Linked DNA regions of Capra hircus: region 2 is linked to region 1. The links are chromatin contacts, called in public Hi-C maps. All regions are on one chromosome and are shown on one strand. The core of a region is the stretch at or near the end of the contact, and the rest is flanking DNA. Distances in the headings are between cores, read along the strand shown. Region 1 holds the start of AP2S1 (AP-2 complex subunit sigma). Region 2 has its middle 11 kb from the start of NPAS1.

The links. Hi-C and Micro-C count contacts between places; a contact is called where the count stands out from the background.
Region 2: a Hi-C map of blood shows a contact between it and region 1, with 4 times the contacts expected there. The contact joins the enhancer-like site here to the promoter of AP2S1 in region 1. A contact is called at or near these places in 2 of 5 Hi-C or Micro-C datasets (both in blood).

What each region holds. Positions count from the first base shown.
Region 1 is chr18:54,975,229-54,977,975 of ARS1.2, reverse strand. AP2S1 (AP-2 complex subunit sigma) reads left to right here and starts at 1,390. Exons shown (of 5, transcript XM_013971564.2): 1 at 1,390-1,538. The coding sequence starts at 1,536.
Region 2 is chr18:55,105,613-55,108,359 of ARS1.2, reverse strand. No RefSeq gene overlaps it. Among named protein-coding and RNA genes, the nearest start is that of NPAS1, 11 kb to the left of the region's middle. Within about 2 kb of position 1,334, at least 2 of the 5 cell types and tissues checked have an H3K27ac peak or open chromatin away from gene starts, as enhancers often do.

The DNA.
Region 1 (2,747 bases), core at 141-2,640:
GCACAAATCCTGTGTATTGTTTGTTGATTTTTGGTGTGTATCTACATCTATATAACTAAAACCTCTTTCAAGATACAGAATATTACTATGCCAAATCCAGCATAACCCTTGCCTCCTAGCCCCCTGTCCACAGAGATAATCACTGCTCCTGTTTTTACATCATAGATCAATTTTACCAACTTTGGTCTTCATGGTCATTCAAACAAATTACATACTAACTACTCATTCCTGTAAAACTTCTTTTACTTAGCCTTAACGGTGTCTGTTTCCTTGCTTCCTATTCATTCATTCAGGAAACTTGTCAAACACCAGACTTGTGCCAGGCACTTAGCTGAGTGCTAGAGAACAGGGCTGGACCAAGGGGAGGCAAGCCAGCTGCTCACTTTCAGGCCCTTGCAAGGGTCAACATCTAAGAGTGAGTGCCTTTTAAATTTTGTACCTTGGGCACATTGCTTACTTTATCCTGGTCCCAGCCCTGTAGATGATAGAGGAGTGCGAGAACTGAAAATGATCTCTTACCTCTATTTGCCCCTTCAGTTATTCAACACCTATGTGTTAGTTCTTCTGCGAATACCACACTTTTAATTTACATCCAGGATATGTTTTGTTTTTATTATGGCAAGTCTGCCCTCAGTAGCAATACCTTTATCGAGTGCTTACTATGTGCCACCGTGTTCTAGTAAGGGGTCCCCAACAGCTGGGCCGTGTAAGAAGACAGGTGTACCTGTGAATAGGAAGCAAGAAGACCCCTATTACATGATATAAACAGTGAACATTCATGATTTTAACTCACGTTTATTGAGCGCTTACCATGTGTCGAGCACTATGCTAAGTACTTGGGAAAATGGCCGAAGCTTTAAAACCACCCCAGTGAGGTGACCCCTTGATCACTTCTCTTTAACAGATGAAGAAATTGAGTTAAGAGATGAAACTGCTCGCCCGAAGTCACAGAGCTAGGGAATGCGACGGCAGGATTTGCACAGTTCTGACTTCCAAATTGATGCTATTAAACCACTGTCTGTCTCCCAGAGAAACACTCAACACATTTTAAACAGAGCACTAGGTAAGCACGGAAACATAATTACATTTCCCAAAGCAGTTTTATTTAAAACAGTTATTTCCAGCATGTCCTTCTCGCCTAGGCTGGAAGGTGGAGGGAGGGCTGACGGAACTACTTTTCCCAGGATGCAACTCTCGTCTCGCTGGCTGTCAGGCATGTCGGGAACTGTAGTCCTCCGAGGAGATAATAACCCGTGGCTCCCAACATGCATTTGGAGCCTGAACCTTGGCGTAGGAAAAGCCCAGTCGCGCGGCATGCTGGGAAGCGCGACCGGCTCTTTTCCCGGGTTGCCTCCCCGACGAGTGAGCCTATTTTTTTTTCAGGACTACAATTCCCAGTGGGCTGTGCGCGAGAGGGCGGGCGAGTTCTTCTCCCGGAAGTCCGCTTCTACGCCTGGGTCCCCCAACAGCTGCCGGAGCCGGAGCCACACAGAAGCCGCGGGACCGGGGCCGCTGGGGTCCGGACGGGGGTCGCCATGGTAACGAGGGAGCGCCTACGCTGGGGACGGGCAAAGGGTGGGTCCACGTGCAGGTACTCCAGGCTCGGTGGGATACTGACAAGCCGCCCCTGCTGCGGTGCGATGGTCTGGGCCGGGCGCGGGCTCTCGGGATTGGGGCCGATCAAAGGCCGGCGAAGGAGGCAACTGGGGGTGGTTCTGGGCGCGAGTGTGTACTGGGGTTCTCGAGGCTAGGGGGGAGCTTTTGAAGTCCAGGTGCCAGGGGAGAGGGCTGTGCGGGAGGGAGACATTCGAGATGGTTGGAGGGTTTTGAAACTGGGAGGCAACTCACGAGGCAGGATCTCAGAAGCTGGGAGAAGGAACTGGAGGTGGGGAGGGGGCGTCCCAAGCGGAGGGCTTTCCGGGAGTGCGTCAGAAGAGCTGGAGAAGAATGGGAGACGTTGAGATAGGAGAGAGGTGGTCTCTAGGGGCAGGAAGCCGATGTTGCAGGCGGAGAGAGGGTGTTGAAACTGTGTGGGATACTGCTGGTGAGAGAGTCTCAAGGATAAGAGACTGGACCCTGGAGACAGGAAGTACTGTAGGGAATGGGGCTTTAGAGTTAGGAAAAGTGTGCTGTAAGAAGGAAGAAGGCTTGGAGTAGGCAGTGAATACTACACATGAATGGGGAGCAATGGAACAGGTCTCTGCAAGAGGAGGGTTCTCACAGGGTAGGGAGTAAGCATGGAAGTGAGAGGTGGAGAGGGGGTTTGGGGAACAAGGACTGGGCATTGGAGCTGGCGCCAATCCCCAGGGATGGGGCACCCTGACAGAGAGCCCTGAAACTGGGAAAGCAGGAGTCAAAGAGAGCAACTCCGGGGGGGCCGGGGGAACTTGGAGGTAGAGAAGGCTGGCGGGGGGCGGGGGGAGGTGGGCACTGAGAGGGGACATCAGAGGGGCGAGGATACAGAAAGGATGGGACTTCTCAGTGTGGATCCCCTGGGATGGAGAGACTCTGGTTGGGAGGAGAAACAGGAAGAGGTGTATGAGGGAATTCAGGACTCAGAGACAGAGCTCTCCCTTAGTTCTACAGCCTTGCTCCATCTCTCCTCCCGATCTCCTCCATCTGTCTCTGGCTCTGGCCCCCAGGCTGTGGCTGCCTGGTGTGGGTCCCACCCCCACCCCATGCCCTTTGCCTGCCTGCCAGGACCCCTGCCTTGCTAGGAAGTGGTTTTCCCTGGCTCAGCAGAAGGG
Region 2 (2,747 bases), core at 85-2,584, 130 kb before region 1:
GCCCCTTCTCCGACCCCAAGAGATATATGTCTGTGTCCTAACCCTGGGACTTCTGAATGTGACCTTATTTGGTGAAAGAGTCTTTGCAGGTGTAATTAAGGGCTCTGAGATGAGATCATCCTGGATTATCTGGACAGGCCCTAACCCCAGTGACAAGTGTCTATAAGAGACAGGGAGGAGGGAATCCCCTGGTGGTCCAGTGGTTGGGACTCCCTTGCTTTTCGTGGCCGAGGGTTGGCTCGGGTTCAATTCCTGGTTCCGGAACTAAGCTCCTGAAAGCCGCCATGCAGCGCCCCCCCCAAAAAAAAAAAAACAAAACACAACAGAAGAGGTGATGCACAGGAAAAATACAAGTACTCAGGGAGAAAGAAGAGGAGGCCCTGTGAAAACAGAGGCCGAGACTAGACGGATGCCAAGGAACATCTGAACACTGGAAACAGCTCTTCTCTAGAGCCTTCAGAGGAGCAGGGCCCTGCTGAAACCCTGATTTGGGGCTTCCAGCCAGTAGAACCGTGAAGGAATAAATTTCTGGTGCCAGCCCGTCTGCGGCCATTTGTTACAGCAGCCACAAAAAGAGCCATGGGCTTTGGGGTTCAAATCCTGGCTCCCACTTACTAGCTTGTGCTGTTGGACATCCCTTTCATGCCTCAGTCTCCTCATCTGGAATGTGGGGACAATGATAATACCTGCTTCATAGAATTTTCATGTGAAAATTGAGTTGGTACATGAAAGATTATTAAAAAAGGGCATGATACTTTGTAAGTATCCAAAAATGGTTAGCTTTTTTTTTTTTTTTTTTTTCTACACCGCAGAGCTTGCAGGATCTTAGTTCCCCGGTCAGGGATTGAACCCTGGTCCCCTGAAGTGAAAGCAGGGAGTCCTAATCACTGCACCATCAGGGAAGTCCCTGTGAGTGTCTATTAGTTGCTTTGTCTTGCTGACATATATGGCAACTGCGTGCTCTTTAATCCCCACCGTGGAGGCAGCGCTCCTGTGAGCGGTGTCTCTGGAATCCCCAGCTGCTTCTCCCACTTCCTCAGCTCCTGCAAATCGGACCCAGAGGCTCCTCCAGTGACCTCAGGACAAACTTGGAGCTTATCAGCTCACCCCATGAGACTGTGTGGCCTGGCCCCCTGAGTGAATAAATGGAGGGATGGTTGGGTGAAATGCCAGGAAGAGTAGCTCACCCGATTCTCAGCCTGCTCCTGAGACACCTCCAGCCCCGTTCTCAGTTCAGTTCAGTCGGTCGTGTCTCACCCTCCTTTGAATAACGTCACCCCCTGGGCTTCCAACACTTCCCAGGCCAGACCACGGCTGGGCAGGGCGGCGCTCTGCTGACCCCTGGTGGCCGCAAGGAGTAACACGCCGCCTTCCCACCTCCGGGCGGTTGGCTTGGAGCTGCTGCTGCTACTGCTGCTAAGTCACGACCCTATAGACGGCAGCTTACCAGGCTCCCCCGTCCCTGGGATTCTCCAGGCAAGAACACTGGAGTCGGTTGCCATTTCCTTCTCCAATGCATGAAAGTGAAAAGTGAAAGTGAAGTCGCTCAGTCGTGTCCGACCCTGAGACCCCATGGACTGCAGCCTTCTCGGCTCCTCCATCCATGGGATTTTCCAGGCAAGAGTACTGGAGTGGGGTGCCATTGGCTTGGAGCTAGCGAGCGCCTAGTACACGCTCCGTGCTGGCTGCAGCTTCTGGAACTGACGCTGACTAGATAGACTTTGTGTCAGCCCTGGAGTCCTCTCACCTCCTGGGGCAATCTTGAGCAGACTGCGCCATCTTGTCGCCCTGACTCTTAAGATGTTCTGAGCGCTTCTTTCCACTTTCCCTGTCCTAGGTTTGTTCTCATCCACCATCACTTTTCTCCCCGTTCCAGGCTGTCTTATTGATTTCTCCTTTTGACTCAGGCTTCACAGCACTGTTACTGAATCTGTTTCTTTTTGCCATAAGAAAGGGTTTTATTTTTGGCCGCACTGCCTGTGGAACTTTCCCAACCAGGGATTGAACCTATGCCTCCTGCATTAGAAGGGCAGAATCTTAACCACTGGACTACCAGGGAAGTCCTATGTGTTTTTTTTTTTTTTACTTAAAATTTTGGTCATCATGGATTTTGGGAGGCTGACTTTGATTTTTTAAAACATGAATTGAAATAATTTTTTATCTTTATCTCTGATCCCTTGTCCCTTTAGGTTTTGTTTCTGAGGCAAATGCCTGACTCACCTCATCCCGGTTTGATATCACGTTCCCAGGGAGGTCTTCCCAACCATCCCAAATAACAGCTCTGCTCCCCCAAATTCACATCCTCCTTAATGTCTTATCTGTGCCCGACATTAAGGCATACATTCATTTCTTGGAATGTTTTCTGTCTGTTCCACTAGGGGTCAGATCCCAGCTTTGTCCCTGAGGGACTGGCACAGAGTAAACGCTCAGGAAACGTGTGTTAAACGGGTGAATACAACGTAAAGGAGTAACAGACAGAAAAACGCTGTTGAAGAGAATGCTTTTTTCTTTGAAAGCAAAGGAGTTCATCTTGGTTTGGGTGGGGGAGGGGTGACTTTCCCAAGGAAGAGTCCCGGGAACTGAAATCTAAAGGTTACGGAGGGAGTTAGCAAGGAAGGGTGGACAGAGTGTCTGGAGGGAATAGCACCCGTGGTAGGCAGGCCCCTGAGGAGTCAGAAGGCTGGACTGCAGGCTGCAAGGTGAGCCTCCCTGGGAGGTTGGCAAGGGCCCTCCCTGGACCTGCTGAA